5 separate regions of the Mus musculus genome follow, and all the other regions are linked to region 3. The links are chromatin contacts, called in public Hi-C, HiChIP or PLAC-seq and promoter capture Hi-C maps. All regions are on one chromosome and are shown on one strand. The core of a region is the stretch at or near the end of the contact, and the rest is flanking DNA. Distances in the headings are between cores, read along the strand shown.

What was found. Promoter capture Hi-C pulls out the DNA fragments that hold promoters and counts their contacts. Hi-C and Micro-C count contacts between places; a contact is called where the count stands out from the background. HiChIP or PLAC-seq counts read pairs in DNA pulled down with a chosen protein or histone mark.
Region 1: an H3K27ac HiChIP or PLAC-seq map of heart atrium shows a contact between it and region 3, with 14 read pairs. The contact joins the enhancer-like site here to the promoter of Ccn1 in region 3. A contact is called at or near these places in 7 of 39 promoter capture datasets (the SN4741 cell line, cranial neural crest, embryonic stem cells and 4 more), 1 of 15 datasets of contacts at CTCF or cohesin (the NIH/3T3 cell line), 1 of 484 Hi-C or Micro-C datasets (muscle stem cells), 17 of 115 datasets of contacts at active chromatin or transcription factors (the NIH/3T3 cell line, craniofacial prominence, embryonic basal ganglia and 10 more) and 3 of 9 other capture datasets (adipose tissue, liver and pancreatic islet).
Region 2: a promoter capture Hi-C map of liver shows a contact between it and region 3. The contact joins the enhancer-like site here to the promoter of Ccn1 in region 3. A contact is called at or near these places in 14 of 39 promoter capture datasets (the 3T3-L1 cell line, 3T3-L1-derived adipocytes, the C10 cell line and 9 more), 2 of 15 datasets of contacts at CTCF or cohesin (both in the NIH/3T3 cell line), 11 of 484 Hi-C or Micro-C datasets (the C2C12 cell line, adipose-derived mesenchymal stem cells, cerebral cortex and 5 more), 21 of 115 datasets of contacts at active chromatin or transcription factors (the NIH/3T3 cell line, astrocytes, bone marrow-derived macrophages and 12 more) and 3 of 9 other capture datasets (adipose tissue, embryonic tail and liver).
Region 4: an H3K27ac HiChIP or PLAC-seq map of extraembryonic endoderm stem cells shows a contact between it and region 3. The contact joins the enhancer-like site here to the promoter of Ccn1 in region 3. A contact is called at or near these places in 10 of 39 promoter capture datasets (the 3T3-L1 cell line, 3T3-L1-derived adipocytes, cranial neural crest and 5 more), 1 of 15 datasets of contacts at CTCF or cohesin (the NIH/3T3 cell line), 12 of 484 Hi-C or Micro-C datasets (Sertoli cells, embryonic stem cells, granulosa cells and 4 more), 23 of 115 datasets of contacts at active chromatin or transcription factors (the NIH/3T3 cell line, craniofacial prominence, differentiating embryonic stem cells and 14 more) and 2 of 9 other capture datasets (adipose tissue and liver).
Region 5: a contact with region 3 is called in a Hi-C map of the C2C12 cell line, with 5 times the contacts expected there. The contact joins the enhancer-like site here to the promoter of Ccn1 in region 3. A contact is called at or near these places in 8 of 39 promoter capture datasets (the 3T3-L1 cell line, the SN4741 cell line, cranial neural crest and 3 more), 10 of 484 Hi-C or Micro-C datasets (the C2C12 cell line, the HL-1 cell line, the N1E-115 cell line and 6 more), 6 of 115 datasets of contacts at active chromatin or transcription factors (the NIH/3T3 cell line, embryonic stem cells, epiblast stem cells and 1 more) and 1 of 9 other capture datasets (embryonic stem cells).

Annotation. Positions count from the first base shown.
Region 1 is chr3:145,862,586-145,866,492 of GRCm38.p6, reverse strand. All of the region lies in intron 4 of Ddah1 (dimethylarginine dimethylaminohydrolase 1), which reads right to left. Among named protein-coding and RNA genes, the nearest start is that of Gm35187, 26 kb to the left of the region's middle. Within about 2 kb of position 2,167, at least 15 of the 459 cell types and tissues checked have an H3K27ac peak or open chromatin away from gene starts, as enhancers often do. A contact at or near this core is called in adipose tissue and heart atrium, where this site is marked.
Region 2 is chr3:145,840,474-145,844,364 of GRCm38.p6, reverse strand. The region is part of intron 1 of Ddah1 (dimethylarginine dimethylaminohydrolase 1); the gene reads right to left. Among named protein-coding and RNA genes, the nearest start is that of Gm35187, 48 kb to the left of the region's middle. Within about 2 kb of position 1,849, at least 11 of the 459 cell types and tissues checked have an H3K27ac peak or open chromatin away from gene starts, as enhancers often do. A contact at or near this core is called in liver, where this site is marked.
Region 3 is chr3:145,648,250-145,652,509 of GRCm38.p6, reverse strand. It overlaps Ccn1 (cellular communication network factor 1), which reads left to right and starts at 2,525. Exons shown (of 5, transcript NM_010516.2): 1 at 2,525-2,780; 2 at 3,075-3,288; 3 at 3,633-3,977; 4 at 4,099-4,260. The coding sequence starts at 2,718. Gm17501 (a long non-coding RNA gene) reads right to left here and starts at 2,433. Exons shown (of 3, transcript XR_003954574.1): 1 at 1,590-2,433; 2 at 1-1,127.
Region 4 is chr3:145,791,814-145,796,006 of GRCm38.p6, reverse strand. All of the region lies in intron 1 of Ddah1 (dimethylarginine dimethylaminohydrolase 1), which reads right to left. Among named protein-coding and RNA genes, the nearest start is that of Ddah1, 35 kb to the right of the region's middle. Within about 2 kb of position 1,441, at least 4 of the 459 cell types and tissues checked have an H3K27ac peak or open chromatin away from gene starts, as enhancers often do.
Region 5 is chr3:145,418,365-145,422,485 of GRCm38.p6, reverse strand. The region is part of intron 24 of Col24a1 (collagen, type XXIV, alpha 1); the gene reads right to left. Among named protein-coding and RNA genes, the nearest start is that of Gm35133, 28 kb to the right of the region's middle. Within about 2 kb of position 1,750, at least 41 of the 459 cell types and tissues checked have an H3K27ac peak or open chromatin away from gene starts, as enhancers often do. A contact at or near this core is called in the C2C12 cell line, the HL-1 cell line, the N1E-115 cell line and 6 more, where this site is marked.

The DNA of each region.
Region 1 (3,907 bases), core at 918-3,417, 210 kb before region 3:
TCCATCACCTGTTTGGCTGTGTTTTCCTGCTTTTCTTTAAGAGCCTGTAACTCTTTAGCAGTGCTCTCCTGTAAATCTTTAAGTGACTTATGAAAGTCCTTCTTGATGTCCTCTATCATCATCATGAGAAATGTTTTTAAATCTGGGTCTAGATTTTCGGTTGTGTTGGGGTGCCCAGGACTAGGTGGGGTGGGAGTGCTGCGTTCTGATGATGGTGAGTGGTCTTGATTTCTGTTAGTAGGATTCTTACGTTTGCCTTTCGCCATCTGGTAATCTCTGAAGCTAGCTGTTTTAGTTGTCACTGTTAAGAGCTTGTTCTTCAGGTGACTCTGTTAGCCTCTATGAGCAGACCTGGAGGGTAGCACTCTCCTTAGTTTCAGTGGGCAGAGTATTCTCTGCAGGCAAGCTCTCTTCTTGCAAGGCAGGTACCCAGATATCTGGTGTTCGAACCAGACTCCTGGCAGAAGTTGTGTTCCACTCACTAGAGGTCTTAGGATCACGTGTGGAATCCTGTGTGGGCCCTTGCGGGTGTCAGGCGACTCAGCTGGCAAGGTAGCCGGGGCTCGAGTGGAGTGGAAGGGGTTTGTGCCCCAGATCAAGCCCGGGTAGCCTGCTTCCCTATGTACCGCAGTCTCAAGTTCCACACGATTGGATTGGGGTAGGCGCTGTGTTCCACTCACCAGAGGTCTTAGGGTCCCGTGGGGAGTCCCGTGTGGGCCCTTGCGGGTGTTGGGCAAGACTCTGCTGGCAAGGTAGCCCGGGGCTCGAGTCTCGGGTCGAGCGGAAGGGACTTGTGCCCCAGATCAGGCCCGGGTAGCCTGCTTCCCTATGTACCGCAGTCTCAAGTTCCGCGCGATTGGATTGGGGCAGGCACTGTGGTCCACTCACCAGAGGTCTTAGGGTCCCGTGGGGAGTCCCGTGTGGACCCTTGCGGGTGTTGGGCAAGACTCTGCTGGCAAGGTAGCCCGGGGCTCGAGTCTCGAGTCGAGCGGAAGGGACTTGTGCCCCAGATCAGGCCCGGGTAGCCTGCTTCCCTATGTACCGCAGTCTCAAGTTCCGCGCGATTGGATTGGGGCAGGCACTGTGATCCACTCACCAGAGGTCTTAGGGTCCCGTGGGGAGTCCCGTGTGGACCCTTGCGGGTGTTGGGCAAGACTCTGCTGGCAAGGTAGCCCGGGGCTCGAGTCTCGGGTCGAGCGGAAGGGACTTGTGCCCCAGATCAGGCCCGGGTAGCCTGCTTCCCTATGTACCGCAGTCTCAAGTTCCGCGCGATTGGATTGGGGCAGGCACTGTGGTCCACTCACCAGAGGTCTTAGGGTCCCGTGGGGAGTCCCGTGTGGGCCCTTGCGGGTGTTGGGCAAGACTCTGCTGGCAAGGTAGCCCGGGGCTCGCCATTATACACTTCTATACAGTGTATAATGGACATGCGGAACAATGCTTATAACATTCCTTCTCCCCCCACCCTCTGACATTTTCCTGAAAGCCCAGAAGAGAAGAATGTGTGCCTCAGTAGTCCCTTCCTCCCACTTGGCCATGTTTTCCTTCTTGCCTTGGTCTTCTGACCTCACAGCTTCAGATTATTTATTGCCTTATCTCACCAAAGCATTTGATTTTGGCCACCCCAGCCTCGCTGGCACACAGCACTGGGAATAACTGTCAGATAAAGTAACTGCTGCCAAGAATTGCACACACAGTTGGTATAACAAGGAGGCAGCCTGTTTAGTGTTTTAATTTCTTAATACAGGCACAGTAGACTGAAAGATGCTACTGTTTTGTGAACATACCTGGAATGGGTGAGCAGTCTTATTAAACTGCAATGGGATTGTCAGCGACCTAAATGGAAGGCTGGCTACCCTCTATAATGCACTGGGACAAGCGCAGAGACAATGTCTTTATTTTTGCGCTGCAGTCTCTCTGTTGATACGAGTGCATTTTTTGCTTGTTCTTTGGCTTTGCTATTGTTGTAGTGTTCCTACAGGAAATTCCAGACAGTGAAAAAAAACATGTACGATCCAAACACATTCAGGGTTTTTCCACCTTCATTGTTTTTAAAATATGGCTACCTATAAAATCACAGGGACATTTTTGGACATGAAAGGCAATGGGGGAAGCTGAGTCAGAACAAGAGGAAACACAGCCTGAGCAACCTGTATTACATGGTTGGTCTTTCAGAGAGAAACAAGCTGTGTGCGATGCAATTTAAATGAGCTGTGAAGCAGCCCTCATCTTCACTCTAGGAATCTTACATGTGCAGCACACTCTTATTTCAGGAAGTATAGCAGAAGCCAGAAGCCAAAAAGACGTTTCCAATTGCAGCATTCCGGAATCACTTAATTTGAAATTTCAAGCCTATTGGAATTCCACTTACTATACTCCAGCTCATTTACATGACAAAGATGTGAAGAATGCAGTGGAGACCTCAAAATTCTTCCTACTTTTAATATAATAATTTAATATAATAATTTGCTATAATACAAAAGAACACTACTTTTCCATCTCTCTGGCTTTAGAGAACAGAATTACCAATAAAAAGGAGGAAAACTTTAACTGTCCCTAGGAGAAGATAACTGCTCTGCAGCTCAGAGTGGGGAGGCTGAGAATACTCCTCGAGCTGCCCGGCCAGCCGATGGCAGAGCAGAGCCCATCAACAGGCCAGCCTTGCATGTGTTTCTAGGTTGGGCGAGCACCTTCCTCACTGACTAGTTTGCAGAGGGTTTTAACTAAGAGTTTAACGTGGTGGTTTGAATAAGAAAGTCCTCCCCAGACTCAGATATTTGAACTCTTGGTCTCCAGCTGATGGCACACTTTGGGGAGGTTCAGGAGGTGGGGCTTTGAGAGCTAAAAACCTCCATGCACTGAGAACTCCATGTGAGTTCTCAGCTTCCTGCTCCAGCCGCCCTGCCTGCTGCTTGCTTCTATGCCTCTTCACCTGGGTGGGCTCGTATCCCTCTGCAACTGAAACCCGTCCACCCTCTGTACAGTTTCCTTCCTTCTCTTCCCTTTGTTCTATTTTCTTCCTCCCTTCCTAGCTGACTGGAGGACTGACTGGTATACCAAGGAGATTAAGTTAGAATTATTGCACGTCTCTCCTGAGGGCAGATATTAAACACTGCCCTCCTGTGACAGATAGCATGTAATTAATCCAGGCTCGTGCATGGAGAGGAAAGTGATTGATCTTAGATGGAACTAAACACACACACACACACACACACACACACACACACACACACACAAACCAGGGTAAGAGATGGTACAAAATTAATTATTCTGTCTTCCATCATGAAAAAAAAAAAAAAAACCAACAAGCTAGCCCGAGAGAGGTGTGGGCCACGGGGGGTGGGGGGGGAGGAGTACGGCTATAGGAGGTGGACCCAGGTACGGCTGCAAACGAATCACAGTTCACTTCCAATCGCAGATGTCTTTCTATAACACATTTAGACATCGCTCTTGCTAAGGTCAATACTTCCCATTTGGGCCAACAAGATGACTTTATTTATTAGTTGCTTTTCTTGCAGCTGCGATCAAATGTTTGATGAAAAGCAACTTATTTAGAAGAAGGATTTATTTTGGTTCAAGGTTGAGGAGAAGGCATATTGGAGTTTATGGTGTGTGTTGGTGGGGAACTTGTGGCTAGGACCCCTCCTATCTTGGTTGCCAGGAGGCAGCAGGTGAGCTGAGAACAGCCAGGCTATAAACTTTAAGCATCACGGCCCAATTCTTCAGCCAGGCTTTATCTTCTGACAGTTCTACAACCTCCAATAATAGCACCGTGAGCAAACAACCAAGCGTTCAGACAGAGCCTGTGGGGACACATTCAGCTGCTAACATGAACTAAACACAAGACTAAAGCCCAGCATCTGATGCCTTCTTGTGTCGGTTACTCTGACAGGCACATTGTCTGTCTCAG
Region 2 (3,891 bases), core at 600-3,099, 190 kb before region 3:
ATGGCTTGTCATCAAGTAACTCAGGTTGGCTTTGATCTCATGACCTTGGAGCTCTGCCTCTGAGTACTGGAATTAGAGGTGTGTGCACTTGGAAGCTTACAACTTAATTCACATCCTTCCAGCAGCTCAACAAACGCAGTTTTAATATTGTCTAAGGTCTGTGCAACCTTTAAAATAGTAAGCATCTATTAAGAAGACATGAACAGGGATAAGAGGAAAAATAAGCGGTCACAGTACACTGGGCATCCCTGCCAAGTGTCCAGTACACAGGGCTCACACCACACTGGGCATCCCTGCCAAGTGCCCAGTACACAGGGCTCACACCACACTGGGCATCCCTGCCAAATGCCCAGTACACAGGGCTTACACCACACTGGGCATCCCTGCCAAAATTGTCACTGGAGAGGCATCATGACAGAAGTTGCTTCTAAAGTAATAAAAATATGGAAATACTTTGACAGTACTGACATTCATGCATTCAAAAACATTAAAGAGGGTATAAAGAAAAATAAACACACCGCCCCATCCTTGTCCTGGAACCTGCTACATTTCCACACACCAGTGACTCAGAACGATAAAAAGTATTTCCATAGACAAAATGATCTTTATATAGTGACTACATCCAGTGACTTCTTTAACAGGAAGGGCAATTGTCATACCATACAAACAGGAGCAAAACATTTACCATGATTCGGGAGACTCTGAACTAACTCTCTCTCTCTCTCTCTCTCTCTCTCTCTCTCTCTCTCACACACACACACACACACACACACACACACACACACACACACACACACACTTGTCAGCTTTAGTGTCTATAGAAAATTCACCGAGTGTAAGGAGAAGGCATGAGGACCGGGCTCTGGAAGTTAACATTTCAGTAACTGGGAATTCGGCGGCAACACCGGTTCCGCTCGGAAATGCTTCTATAACTACACAGCGTCTCAACTGAGGACCTTCAGTTAAACTCTTCAGAGTGAAAGACAGAAACAAGGCGGCACTGTCACTGTACACTGTCTCTGAAACACCTCCTTCCATCTCTCACGTCTTATGTCTTTCCAAATTGAAAGTTTATTTTTTCTCCTGGTTTTGAAAAGTGATCCGTCAGGATCATATAATCAGACATTTTTTTTCCTTTGGAAACTTTGAGTGCATGTACAGAGTTAAGAAGCTGTTGGACACTTAGGACAAAATTATTCTAAAGGGAAATTGATTTTAGAGGATAAAATTTTGTGGTTTCCTAACTGTGAAACCAGGTATCCCGACATTACATTACATCTGGATTATGTGTAATCCAGATGTAATTATATTCTGTTGCTGCTCTACCGCCAGGTTTTGGGGGAGGTCTGCATCATCCATGTGGATGGTACTAGATTACTTTCAGAGTCAAATGTCTGAAAGAGTTTAAAAAACTTAAACATGAAGTGGACAGTTGTGAGAGGTTCAGCATCAAGTTGGGCATGCTAACCCCAGAGAGATGTCTAACAAAACGGAAGAACAGAGCCCAGCAGGCTGCCTACTGAGAACTGAATTCTGGTACAGATTCCCAGGAAAGCACACACAAAGTCTCCTACAAAAGGCCTAGCACTTCCCTGACACATCAGCCTGGAGCAAATCTGCTTCTGGGGCCAACTGAACAGTAAATGACAGAGGGGGAACTTTATAGGAACAGATGCAACCATGAACCTTTAAACATCTGCTTGTTGCGTAGTTGCACAGTCATGTTGACTTAATTTATGTTCAGGAGGGGAAAAAACAAAAGAATCCAACACTCCACCTTCCACAGAGACACCAACTCTACAGTGGAACGCTAAGTGACTCAGAGAAACCATCAGGACAAACAGTATTGATTCCACAGGCTGAGCTGAACGGGCGCAGCTAACACATAGGTCAGAAATTGCAAGAAGAAATTGGAGAAACCTTAGCTTATGATCCAACGCCATTCTAAAGACTGACAAGTGCTTTGAGTTACGTCTCTCTTGCCTGGGTTAGTGGGCAGACTGAGCCTCAGTCTGCTCATCTTTGAAGTGAGTATTTATTTATGCTTAAGCTCCCTTGGACTACTAAACTCACATAAAGCTCATATCACACAGAACTGTAAGTGCACAAAAGATATCAGACACAACTTTTGTTATCTGAAATACCAGACTGTGTGCATATGGTGACGGATTCTTATGCCACGAATCTGACCCACAAGCAAAAAAGCTGTTGCTTTTTCTTACATCTAGACAAGTTCCCATGTTTTACGACTGTGTGACAGATTCCATCTGTGTTACCACAAAACAAAATGGCAATTTTTCCCACGAGCCAACTCAGAGTGAGAGTGGTTCGCCTATTTAACATGTCCGTGTTAAAATCTTGCCAGTTTTATTTCCTCCCAGCTCCAGGAAGCTGTTGTGATGAGGCACATTTCTTATAATCTCTCCTTTAACTAACCTTCAGCACCAAGAAAGGTAGGCCTGGCTGGTAAGATGCCCCACAGGCCTCAAACAAGCACTGAAGGCTGGAAGCCATGCCTCTTGCCTTTAATTCTAGCATTAGAAGCAGAGATAAGAGGATTGTGAGTTTGAGGTCAATCTAAACTACCTGTGAAGTTCTGAGCCAGCAAGGGTTCCATAGAGAGATTCCCGTGACTGAAAATCAACCAGCCAGCCAGCCAGCCAGCCAGCCAACCAAGCAACCAAGCAACCAACCAAGCAACCAACCAACAACCAACCAGCCAAGCAAGCAAGCAAGCAAGCAAGCAAGCAAGCAAGCAAGCAACCAGCCAAGCAACCAGCCAAGCAAGCAAGCAAGCAAGCAAGCAACCAACCAACCAACCAATCAACCAACAGAAAAGAGACCCAACACCAAAACAAACCAACCACCACCACAAAAACAACCCAAGGCAATAAACCACCAATACCAACAAGAAGAACAACCCCAGGCAACGAGTCTCCTTGTAGCCTTTCCTGCTGCTATAATGGAACATCCCTCCAAGAGAAGGTTAGGGGAGAAGGACTTGTTCTGGCTCACAGTTGGAGGGGACAGCTCACCACAAGGGAAGTCACAGCAGCAGGACACTGAGACACTGGTGCTGTTAACCTCCTACTTCACCCAGCCCCGGATCCAGCCCCAGGGGATGATCCTGCCCACTTTCAGTGGGTCTTCCCACTTTGGTCAGCACAATCCCTTTCAGCACACACCTCACACTTGTCACCTGCATGATTCCTGATACTGTCTAGGGAGGTTAAGGCTATCCATCATCACACAAGCCCATCAAAGGGGATCAGCCATGACAACACAGGCTGCGTAGGTTATGAGCACACTGCCCTCTAGCCTGTAGGATTCCTTTTCTCTCTCAGCACCTGGCTTCCTTTCTTACCTTTCTCACTCCCTCTCCTTCCTTCTTCTACGGCTCTCCCTCCATACCCTCCTCAAGCTTCCAGAGCCCTCACGGACAGTACCAGATATTTGAATACTGCTATGAAGGAGTGATACAACTTATGGCTTCCTGATTTGTAAAGGGGTAGTATTTTCTCTGTTACAGGGATTATGTGATTCACAAATGGGATCAGGTATAGGAAGTACCTAGCTCAGTACTTGGTACACTGAGCTCAAAACCCACAGACTATGGTATTATTATTTTACTCTCAAGTCATCTATTGATTTCAATTCTGGCTACATTTCAAATGGAAAGAAAAAAATATAAATACAGATTTTCAACATTATACAAAATCTTTTTAAATTTCCATGTCTTCCCTTAATATAAACAAAAATCAAACCCAAAAATGTTCCCTAATATAAGGTAAAGGCAAATTAAACACTCTCAGCATTGTCCTGGGGTACTGTATTCAGAGTAGTATTCACTATATGTCTTAGTCAGGGTTTGTATTCCTGAACAAAACATCA
Region 3 (4,260 bases), core at 1,276-3,775:
CTGGACCATCCTAGGCAAGGACTTAAGCAGCCGCTGTTTCTCCTGGTTCCCAGCATGCTGTCTGCAGAGGCGATGCACAGAGGTTCCCGCAGCCTCTCCTCCTCCAGCACCTCCTGGCCTTGACGACTCCAGCACCCCTCCTCTTCTCACCACACACCCGCTGCTTTAAATGGACAGCTGACGCTAATGTTCTCCCCGCGTCTCCTCTGGGACAATCCCATTCTCCGAGATTGCCCAGTTGGAGTCCAGAAACAAAACCCCACACATCCTCGTTAGAAAACTTTAATCTGATTTTTAAAGGCATCTATGGAATGGCGTGTCTGTTTGAACGCTGTGCCGTATACCGGACCTCTAGGCTTCCCCCCCTCACCCTCCAACTCCCCTCAGCAAAGGAACACAGCATATTCAGGCCAGTTGGATCATCCACTGCAACTTTATTTTAAATCATGATAGACAGATTGCGTGAAAAACAAGGAATTCCAACGAATTTCCTGCTCTGGGAACAGAAGTTAAGTCTATATTTAACAACATTTGAAGCTGTCAAGAATGCCTTGTGGTTGGATAACAGAGGGAGAAAAATGTTAAAAACGCAGGCTACTGCTATACCCAAATATGGAAATATTGTTACGTCTGGTGTCTGATTCACCATCTGGAAATACTTACAACCATGAAGTCAAATAGAAAAGACGCCACAACAGAAGCCAGGAACCCTCCTCTCCATTCTGTTTCTCCAGCGCCTCCTTCTACCCTGTTCCTTGCCTTCTCCACCCTCACCCCCTACCCTCCCGAGCTTCCCTAAGATGGAAACAATGAACTGTGCGCAGGAGGAACTGTTCTCTAATAAATCGGCCAGCCGAGGGGACCAGGCCTAGGCTTTGCTTTCATTATTTGCATAACACTTGACAACCCATTGTCTTTAAAAGTCCCCACCCCCAGAAAGCCTTGGAGAACCTACCGCCTCTAGCAAATTCCTCCAGGACTTACGAAAGGGCGCTTTTGAATGAATGAACTTAACTCTTTCCAGTAACAGCTGTCTTCACTGGAGTGTGCGCAACAGCCTCTCCTTCTCACTGGAGTCATTCATAGAACAGGCAACGCAGGAGGCTCTCTTAAGCAAGATCGCGAAGCTGCAAAGGCAGAGAGGCCCTAAATATTAAAAATGAAGAAAAGCTATCCCAGTTTATGAATGGCATTAATAACCCCAAATAGGGTCTTGTGTGGGAGGGGTGTCTTCAGTTGTATGTTTAATAAGATCTTAAAACCCAACTTCCTCTATTACAGTGTTGCCTTCTAAATCCCTCATGTCTCGGAACTTGGAGGGAGCCACTGCACTACCCTTGAAAAAGAAGGCTTCTAAGTGATCCAAAACAAAGGAGTTAAACACATGGACGGGCCCAGACACACACACACACACACACACACACACACACACACTCACACACACGGGGGGGGGGCAAACAAATACACACAGCGAGACACATAGGGGGCGGTGGGGGAGGGTGTCTGCAAACACCCCGAGTCTTTTTTCCAGCTATCCACAGGGCACAATGGTCCTGTTAGAATCTGTTTTGTCCCGGTAGCTTTTGCACCTGGTGATTTCAGGACAAGTCACTCCACGGTGGTCTCCTCCGCTTCTGCTTTGGCTGCTCAGTTTCCACCGCCGCCAGTCCAGGGAGAGAGGCCAGGAGGGTTGACCCGGCCTCCGGCATCCGTGAGGAAGTGGACGTCAGGCTCCGGGAGAACTCTGCACTCGTTTCCTCTTGGATTTCCAATGCAGGCAGTGGGCTGGAACTAAAACTGGGAACCTCCAAAAACAAACAAGTACAACATACCAAAAAAAAGGGGGAGGGATGAGGGAAGACCTCTGGCTGGAAATATGCCAGCGAAGAGGGAAGCTTCCCTCCCCCCCCCCATTCATAAATGCCACTCCGGGTATTAATTTGCAATACACTTCTCTTGGCTAATAAACATCATGCCAAAGCTTTGGGACTTGATCCGAGCATGCCTCTTTGAAGTCCACAAATAGATCCCTGGCTTAGAAACCAACTCCCCCTCCCCTTTGGACTCTCAGTAGATAACTTTACTCTCACCTTGGTTGTAAACAAGCAAACAGCTCGCTGCCTTTCCCGGTAGGCATCACCAAACAAAACCACTTTTGTTCCTCTGTCTCCCGCCCTCCCATGTCTAGGCAAAGATCTGAAGGGTTCACACCAACACATACACCACGCCCCCCCCCCCCATATACCCTCTTCAATCAAAATCATCACCCTCGCGCCCCAAGCATCCCGCCCTCCCCAAAGGAAGTTGTTATTTAAAGTGGAAAAAAACGAACTTTTTTTTCTCTCTGATGGATCTGAGAAGAGGGGGGAAAAGGTGCAACGGAGCCAGGGGAGGTGCTTGGCAGCAGCCCGCGCCAACCAACATTCCTGAGATGTTTGAGAATTCTAGAACGCGCCGACAGAGCTACGTCACTGCAACACGCGGCGCCTAGGCAGGCATTATAAAGGGCGGGCTCCCGGCGCTGGGGCAGACCGTGAGCGAGAGCGCCCCAGAGAAGCGCCTGCAATCTCTGCGCCTCCTCCGCCAGCACCTCGAGAGAAGGACACCCGCCGCCTCGGCCCTCGCCTCACCGCACTCCGGGCGCATTTGATCCCGCTGCTCGCCGGCTTGTTGGTTCTGTGTCGCCGCGCTCGCCCCGGTTCCTCCTGCGCGCCACAATGAGCTCCAGCACCTTCAGGACGCTCGCTGTCGCCGTCACCCTTCTCCACTTGACCAGACTGGTGAGTTGGATTTTTTTTTTTAACCACTGCTTCCCGGTCTGCCCTCATCGATTCCTTTCCCCGGGCCATGATCTTTCACCGCAGGGAAAGTTAGACTGAAAAGTTCGGAGGTAGCTGTTGCTTTATGCCCAGGGGGCCTCTTCCTGGGACGCAGCCGCTGGGGTGGTCAGGCTGCCGGGACGCGATCGAGACACTTCTGGTGGACGGAGCCCCACAGCCAGACCTAGGCTCAGGGCAGTTTACGTGCCTCCCCGAGCAATGCAAAGCAATCTCACGCGCTTCTCCCTCTTGCAGGCGCTCTCCACCTGCCCCGCCGCCTGCCACTGCCCTCTGGAGGCACCCAAGTGCGCCCCGGGAGTCGGGTTGGTCCGGGACGGCTGCGGCTGCTGTAAGGTCTGCGCTAAACAACTCAACGAGGACTGCAGCAAAACTCAGCCCTGCGACCACACCAAGGGGTTGGAATGCAATTTCGGCGCCAGCTCCACCGCTCTGAAAGGGATCTGCAGAGGTAAGAGGCTTGTGGTTTGGCCCCTTTAAAAAAAATAATAGTCCCCATAGTCCAGAAGTTTAGTAATTTTGAGACCATGTATGGTGGACGCTTTGTTGATGGTAGCTTGGCAGAAAGGCACATGATTTCAGCAGTCTGGAATGCAATTCAGAGTGTCTGGGCCCAACGAAAAGCGCATACGGAAAAGTGATTCCTGACTAACTTATTGTTCAGCTCTGGAGTCTCGGGGGAACTGTAGGGAACTTTACCATACATTGAATTGAACAGCGGAAAATATGTATGAGTTTCAGCCTGTGGCGGCGAATCTTAACCTTCTCCTCTCTCTCTTTTGGTCGTCTTTGCAGCTCAGTCAGAAGGCAGACCCTGTGAATATAACTCCAGAATCTACCAAAACGGGGAAAGCTTCCAGCCCAACTGTAAACACCAGTGCACATGTATTGATGGCGCCGTGGGCTGCATTCCTCTGTGTCCCCAAGAACTGTCTCTCCCCAATCTGGGCTGTCCCAACCCCCGGCTGGTGAAAGTCAGCGGGCAGTGCTGTGAAGAGTGGGTTTGTGATGAAGACAGCATTAAGGACTCCCTGGACGACCAGGATGACCTCCTCGGACTCGATGCCTCGGAGGTGGAGTTAACGAGAAACAATGAGTTAATCGCAATTGGAAAAGGCAGCTCACTGAAGAGGCTTCCTGGTAAGTGGATATAGAGTCCTTAAGACACTGTGCAGAAATGCTTTCTTGGTCTGCAACTTTGTAGAAACCAGTGTGTGTATGCAAGCATCTAAGAAGCCTTCCATTTCCTTTATCTTTCTAGTCTTTGGCACCGAACCGCGAGTTCTTTTCAACCCTCTGCACGCCCATGGCCAGAAATGCATCGTTCAGACCACGTCTTGGTCCCAGTGCTCCAAGAGCTGCGGAACTGGCATCTCCACACGAGTTACCAATGACAACCCAGAGTGCCGCCTGGTGAAAGAGA
Region 4 (4,193 bases), core at 192-2,691, 140 kb before region 3:
CGCTAACCCTTTTGCGTTGCTGTGGTTGTGTGTCTCCCGAGTTGTCCTATAGAAGGAATCACACAGTGTCTAGGCTTTCCAGAAGGACTTCTTTCAGTCAGTAAGGCGTACTAAAGATCTGTTTTTGCCTTACACAAACTACTGCTTGTCTCTTATTCCTAAATAATTCCCTTACATGAGTGCGCCGTAGTTAGTCTATTCCTTTACTCACTGGGCAGCTTCTTGCATCCAGGTTTGGGTGATTATGTAGGTGTTCCATACATAATTAAACGCCAGCATTTGTGTACACATAGAATTTCAGTTTATTTGAGTGAGCCCAAGGACACGGTTGCTGGACTGTATGGTAAGGCTCTTCTGGCCCGGGGAGAAGCTTCTCCATGGCTGCGCCATTTACATATGAGCAGGAAGAATTCCTTGTTCTGTATTCTTGCCAAGCAGCTGATACTGATAACTTTCCTCCCGCCATCTTGTTAGGCAAGTTACATTCCCCACATTTTAATTTATCATTTATTAACAACAGATGACATTGAATGTTTTATTTATGGAGACGTTGATTTATTAATCATATGATTTTTTTTATTGTTGAGCTTTGTTTTTTGTTGCTGTTGTTTGGTGGTGGTGGTGGTAGGTTTTTTGTCGTGTGGGTTTGCGTTGGTTTTTGTTTGTTTGTTTGTTTTGAGATAGGATGGGACCCTGGCTCTCCTGGAACTTGCTATGTGGACTGGGCTGGCCTCCAATTCACAGAGATCCGCCTTCCTCTACTTCCCCGGTGCCAGGATTAAAAGTGTGCACCACCCCCTCAGCTTTATCATTTAGTTTTAAGAATTATTTAAATATTTTGTAAAGACCTCCACTACCAGGTATATGTTCTACAAATATTTTAACTCACCCTGTAGCTTTTAATCACGTAACAGAATTCAGCCACTTCAACACCTTTATCTCAAACCTACAGTTTTGGGGTCTGTGAATTTCCCCCATTGTTTAAACTATGCAGCTATGGATTAACTAAAGAGACTAACATAACAGGCTTTTAAAAAATACTTGTCAAAGATTGGTTAACTATACCTATGTGGTTTCATTTTTACATGATTTTTCTAGCTTATAAATCCCAGCCTTCATTGCTGGTACAGAAGTGGCTGGCTTTGTATATGAGGATTTTGCCCCAAAACTTTGCTATATTTTTTGTTCTTAAAAATATGTGTGTGTGTGTAAGAATGTCAATCTTTTGAAATTTTCTCATGTAGAAAATAATGTCATTTGAAAGCAAAGGGAAGTTTAGTTTTCTTCCTTAACATATAGACACCTTTTATTTATTTTGTCTTATTACACTGGCTAAGACTTGCAGGGCCTGTTCCTAATCGTAAAGAACAAACACTGAGCCTGTTACCCGTACGCACATGTTAGCTGTGGGGATTTGGTGTGTGTTCTTCCTTAAGGAGGAATTTATCGTATGCTATTACTTGTGCTCGGAGGTGGGGTGGGGTGCCTGACATGCGCACGTGAGGTTAGAGGAGAAGTTCCTGGTGTTGGTTCTCTCCTCCTACCATGTGGGTCCCAGGCGATCGAGTCCAGGTTTGCAGCAACCTTTACCCTCTCTCTAAGCCGTCCTGCTGGCCCCTTGGTGGAAGTTCTTCATCTAGTTAAGCATGGTCCCCTACATCTGTGGCTCGCTGAGAGCTTACATGGATTCTGTTGTTGTTCTTGTTTGTTTCTGTAATTGTGAATGGGTGTTTCCTCATACAGTTTTTTTCTGAGCATACTACTAATATAAATGTAAGACTTTTCTTCTTTTTGACTACTGATTTGGAAGATTGCATTGATATTCACGTGCTGAATTAGCCCTGTGTCCCTGGAACAAATGCTACTAGTCATGGTGTATAATTGGTTTGTATACTATTGTTATAGAATAGTATTTGTTAGTATTTTGAGGGCTTTAAAACATTACTTATTTTATTACACATGTGCATATGTGTACCACATGTGTGCAGGAACCTGAGGTGGTCAGAAGAGGGCATCGGATCCCCCTGGAACTGGAGTTATAGGCAGTTGTGACCTGCTATGTGAGGAGATGGGAACTGAACCCAGGTCCTCTGAACAGCAAGTTCTCTTCAACACAGAGCTACCATTTTAGCCATGAGGTTATGTTTAAAGTCAATCTTCATAAGATGTACTGGCCTTTAGGTCTTTCTTTACATTGTCTTTATCTGCTTGGTATTAGGATAATATTGGCTTTGTAGAACAAATTAACAGGTGTTCTCTCTGCTTCTGGTTTATTGACAAGATCCCAGGGAACTGTATCTCTCCTCTCTTTAAATGTTTGGTAGAATCTACCAGTAAAAACAATTTGGCTTGAAGCTTTCTACTTTAAGATTATTAGTTATAGAGTAACAGAGATGGCACAGGGTCCACAAAACTGAGGTGAAGTATGGATTTGCAACCTTGTATAGCTTTGTTTTCCGTATAAACAAAGATGTTACTGGTTAACAAGTGATGTAGGAAAAAGGGCTCTTGGGAGGTTCTTTAAGAAAACATTTGCTTACTTTCTTCCCTAAGCCAGCATCTCTATCTTCTTCCCTAAGCATAAAACAGATACCATTATCATTACCTTTTAGTTCATGGAAATGTGTAATGACCAAGTAGTGTTTAAGCTTTTTGAGTTCCTAAAAGACTTTACAAAGGGATATGTGAACCCTCTGTCACAGAAATATCGAAGCTTTGAGATTTTAAATTAAAATATTTATCTTCAAATGTTCTCTAGTGATTGTATACTTATTACTTTTATTACCATGCAGAATTTATAGAGAGGAATCATTGTTGGCTTTCCTTTCTATAGCATCAACATATAACAAGGAGAGAATATAAACACAGAGAATATTAGTTATGTAAACAATTAGTGAACACGATCAGCCATTAGCCTACTGTCGAGGGCTGCAGGAGAGACGAGATAGCGCCCATGCTGAAATATTTATTTGTGCCTCTGTAAGAGGCTTTTGGTGTTTCGATCATTGAGGTCATGCGCCACTGTCTTTAAATTACAGCCTCGTTTGCAGTTCATTTTCGGGGGAGCTGTCAGGCCGTATCAGCTGCTGGGGTAATCACGTGCTGCGTTTCACACCATAATTCTTTCGTGTTGGAACTAAATCTCACTTTGGGATTGTAGTTTCAGATTTTCGCCCTTCAAAGACAATCCCCCGCTTTTTAACATTATCACTCCTCTCTGCAGAGATAATGTACAGCTTCCTGGTAACATGGGCAACAGCGCCTGGGCTCAGTCTCCAGCACACACTCACACAAGAGAGAGAGAGGTGGGGGGGCAGGGAGGAGAATAGAGGAGAGGAAGGGAGAGTAGGAGAGAGAAAATGAATGTGCTTTCTTCCCTCCAAGCCCCAGTCCCTGTCTCCATACAGTACCTCGCAGACATTTATATTTATTTGGTGGGTAAATGGAGTTATATTTTCCCAGTTTACAATGAAACTGGCCAAAAAAAAAGCCCACACAAACTGCCAGACACTCATTCGTGTGTATGTGTGTGCATGGTATATATGTGCGTTGTACGCACATATGTATGCAGGCGTGCACTTTCTTATCCACTTCTGTGTATGCAGAGGCCAGAGGAGGACATCAAGTGTCTATCACTCTCCAGCTACTCCGCTGGGAGAGGATCAATGAACCTGGAGTTAAGCTGACAGCCAGCACCCGCAGAGATCTTCCTGTCTCTGCCCACAACAGGGTTGGGACATGTGGTTGCTGGGATCTGAACTCAGCAAACAGCTAGGGCTCTTAACCAATTTACAGAATGCATTTTAAACTAGAAAACTTAAGAGGATTCATTCAATTAAACCATCATTTCCCAAGCCTGGTCACCACTAATACATAAGATTCACTATCCCACGGAATGCTTTCTATCAATTAAATGTCTCTTTGCAAGAATCCAAATCCAAGGTTGGGAAAATGTGTGCTCTTCCGTAGTTAGCTGAAATTTCCCCTTCAGCACACACATCACTCCCATCAGACCCACTCTCTGCATTCGGGCCTTCCACACCCCCAGTAGTTACTGTTTCTTGTTCTCTGTCTTGTAAGTTACACTGTGTCCACATGGAAATGACTCCCTAGTCCTAGCTCTGTCACGAATGGTTTGGTTTTGGTGTTGGATAAGTGCATAAAGCTATATTTGATAGTGAAAATATAAGATT
Region 5 (4,121 bases), core at 501-3,000, 230 kb after region 3:
TCTGCTTGGGAGCTAGAAACCCGCGTAATAATTGAAAACATTTCACGTTTTTTTGCAAAGTAGGATATGTAATGGTCTATTTAAAGATTTTGTTAACTAAAGCCAAAATGCGGAGGGCCAAAAAGCCTGATGTGGAATAAATCGACTTTTAGAAGCAAGAAGAAATATTATTTTTCCTCCCAAAGTCAGTAAAAACTTTAGAGTCTTTTACTTCTGTTTTTTTTAAGTAACCACATCCTACTGATTCATTCTAAGAGCAATGTGAAATTAGAATGTTTCCTAGTTGAAAAAGGTGCTGTAAAACATTTTATAGAAGGTTCCTATACTTAACAATTATCTTCAAAAGTCACTGTGTCTTACACAGTGTTTGAATGCCTCAGAAGAGTCCAAATCTTCAACATGTAAACAACTGTGTAACAGGATAGAGGATGGCAGACCCTGGAGACTCTGAATTTTACTACAACACACAGTGTAGAACTCCATTCAGTTGCATTTGATTTACTCTTAGCTACACTATTTTCTATCAGTGGGTTTTGCTTTCCTTACAAAGCTACACAAAGGATCGAAGCTATCTCATCATGACAAGTGTAGACTTTACCCACTGTAGAAAACCACTGATATTTTTTAACTTTGTTTCAAGCGACAACTTTGTATATCAATGTGATATGGACTTTTGGTGACTGGAGGAGCAAAGGTTAAGCCACACATGAAAAAAAAAAATCTCCATTTTCAAGCACTAAATGAGACAGGTGTTCTCACAGGATCTGTTTCCCTGCACTATGTCTTCACAGTCACGCCATTTTCTAAGAAGATGGCCACACAATAAGTTGTCCAGGGGCAGATAAGAAAGAACATGCCATCTAGCTGAGGAATTACTGTAGATTACTGTTTTTTCTTTTCTTTTCTTTTCTCTTCTTTTCTTTTCTTTTCTCTCTTCTCTTTCTTCTCTTCTCTTCTTCTCTTCTCTTCTCTTCTCTTCTCTTCTCTTCTCTTCTCTTCTCTTCTCTTCTCTTCTCTTCTCTTCTCTTCTCTCTCTTCTCTTCTCTTCTCTTCTCTTCTCTTCTCTTCTCTTCTCTTCTCTTCTCTTCTCTTCTCTTCTCTTCTCTTCTCTTCTCTCCTCTCCTCTCCTCTCCTCTCCTCTCCTCTCCTCTCCTCTCCTCTCCTCTCCTCTCCTCTCCTCTCCTCTCTTTTCTTCTCTTCTCTTCCCTTCTTTTCTTCCTCCCCCCTCTCTTTCTTTCTTTCTTTCTTTCTTTCTTTCTTTCTTTCTTTCTTTCTTTCTTTCTTTCTTTCTTCCTTTCTTTCGTGTGTGCACACGCACACGCAAGTGTATATGCAGGGACTCATGTCCATGTGAATGTAGAGGCAAGAGGTTGGGGCTTGGTGTTTTCCTTTCTTTCCCTCTACCTTTGCTTATGAGACACATGGTGGTCACTGATTGGTTAAATTGGCTGGCCAAACGGCTCTGGGGAATTTCATTTCCTTCCTATCAGAGCTAAGGCTAAAGACATGCTCTACTGCACCTGCCCCTTTCTGTGTTGCCTGTTTGAGATCCAAACACAGGTCTTTCTCCTTGTGGGACCAGGACTTTACCAACTCAGCCATCTCCACAGTCCAAGAATCCCTTACTTATTTATCTGCTTGTTTGTTTTTATGTGTGGGTGTTTTGCCTGAATGTATAACTGTGCACTATGTACATTCCTTGTGGCTGCAGAGGCCAGAGGAGGCTTTCAGATCCCCGGAACTGAGTCATAGACAGTTGTGAGCCACCGTGTCTGTGCTGGGGATTACTCCATCTTGATCCTCTGGAAGAAGAGCCAGTGCTCTTAACTGCTGAGCCATCTCCCCAGCCACAAGAATTCCTTTTTAAAATATGACAAAGAGGAAGCACCAGTGAGGGCTTCTGGTAGGAATGTTTAGTGTACAGATGAAAATGTGGGCTTAGGGCCAAGGAATTTACAGACCATCAGGAAAAAAGCCTCAACTAAGAGTCAACCCTAGAGAGTATGCATGTGGAGAGAGGAAAAGATAAGGAAAATTTTCAGATTTACTATGCAGAGAAAGTCAATTGGCAAAGGATGAATGATGTCTATTATTTTTGTTTTCGACAATTTTCCTTCAGTTTTTTTTTTATTTAAGGGTAATTTTAAGGCTTATACCTGAAACCTTTCTGATTATTTGTTAATTCACAATCTTTGGATCATTCATTTACATTTTCAAATGAAATCTATAGTCTCAGAAGTTATTCCTTTGACAGCATGGGTTGGAGCAAGGAGCTTTTTGTGTGTGATGAGTGACTTGAAGAAATTCAGAAACATCTGGGAAATTAAAAAAGAGCACATCTGTGGGTGTATTTGTGAAGACTTTTCTGGATCATGAAGGCTTTTACCTCATCAATAACATAGACCATCACTTGATAGATTCATAATATGCCTGTATTACTTGGATATGAGATCTAGTTGGAGGAAGGCCCCCGAGGAAGCATTGAGGGATGGGCTTTTCTCTGGCCTCCTCCTGCCCTCTGCCTTCTCTGCCTGCTGTCTACCAAGTGATCAAGAACAGCCCCAGAAAACACCTCCATTGCCCCGATGTTCGGCACAAATATATGGGTTCAGCCTTTTTATACCATGAGCCAAAATGAGACTTCACTCTCTTAAATATTTCTTTCAGGCATCTGTCCACAGTGATATAGAAGCCTGGCTACTACGTTTTCTAACTCCATCACTGTTCAGGAAGACGTGGCTTTAAGTTTATCAGTCTGAATGTTCTATAGAGCATCTCCATCTCTTACGTTCAGCATAATTCCTGGACTACAGAAGATAATAAATATATTTTGACTAAGTCAGTGAACAACGCAAATAAAGCAGAGGTGGGGGAACACACGTGCAAACCACCCACCCTCCTCTAAAGCTAAGACTCATTGCTTTTTAAATCAGTACTTCCGGGTTAAGGCCTCAGCGACAGACTTACATCCAGGCCTGATGAGAGTACAATGAGAAAGACTGGCCACTTAACCCCCTGGTGGGCCATATGTTACCCAGAGCTCATTAATGAAATGGTTGGGCAATTATCTCTTTTAGTGGCAAACTATATTCAGTTCCTGATTTTTTTTTTTTTTTTTTTACCATACTGACCAAACTGCAGAGAAGCTTAAATTCCCAACTAAGATGAGTTTAATGTGCTAGGGTCAATAAAAAACTGGTTCAGGAAAAACTAAACTCTGACACTTGTGAGGGGAATGTCTTGACAGAGGCCCCTGAAGAGTCTGAACCACTAGGCCCTAACTTTTCCTGCTTATAGAAGTGGCCTGTCCTTTCTCATAGTAAGTTAGCCCTGTCCCCCTTTAAGAACACACACACCATAATTGGGATTTTCATGTCCCTCTCTAATCACTAGATTATACTTGCATGCTACCTAGGAATTTGGTGTGCTTGATATAGACAGAAAAGACCATCTCTAAAGAATAAAAGGTCTAGTGAGTATACATGGTAGCATCCTGGGAGTGGGCACAGGGCCTGACTTCATAGGTACTTTACCTACATAGCATAAATAAAATGTGGCATGGAAAAATTAACTTGGGACCTGAGTAATGTTTCCCTCATTCATATGACCAAGTACATGACAGAAAGCAACTAAAGTGGTAGAAGATTTATTTTGGCTCTTAGTTAAAGATATAGTTCACCATGGAGAAAGTATGCCAGTGTCCAGTGGAAAAGTGTGGATTGGACTCTTGACTTTTTTGGTGAACCTATAGGTAGAATAGGAGGGGGAGTGGGAGGAGGAGGAGGAGGAGGAGGAGGAGGAGGAGGAGGAGGAGGAGGAGGAGAAGGGGAGTATGGTAGCACTGCAGCTGGCTATAACCCACAAGACTTTCCCTGAGTGAACCACTTCCTTTAGTAAAGAATACTTTCTAAAGGCTACATGGCCTTCAAGACACTGCTAAGCAGTTGAGGACCAAGCATTCAAGCACATGAGCATTTGATGCTTTGAGGTTTCAAGGCACTGACGAAACACTCTCTGTACACATTGCCTAACAACCAAAGAAAAACAATTTGATGAAAATCCTACATTTATCAATATTTTATTAAAATGCCATAAAATAGATACTCTTTTATTTAGTCAAC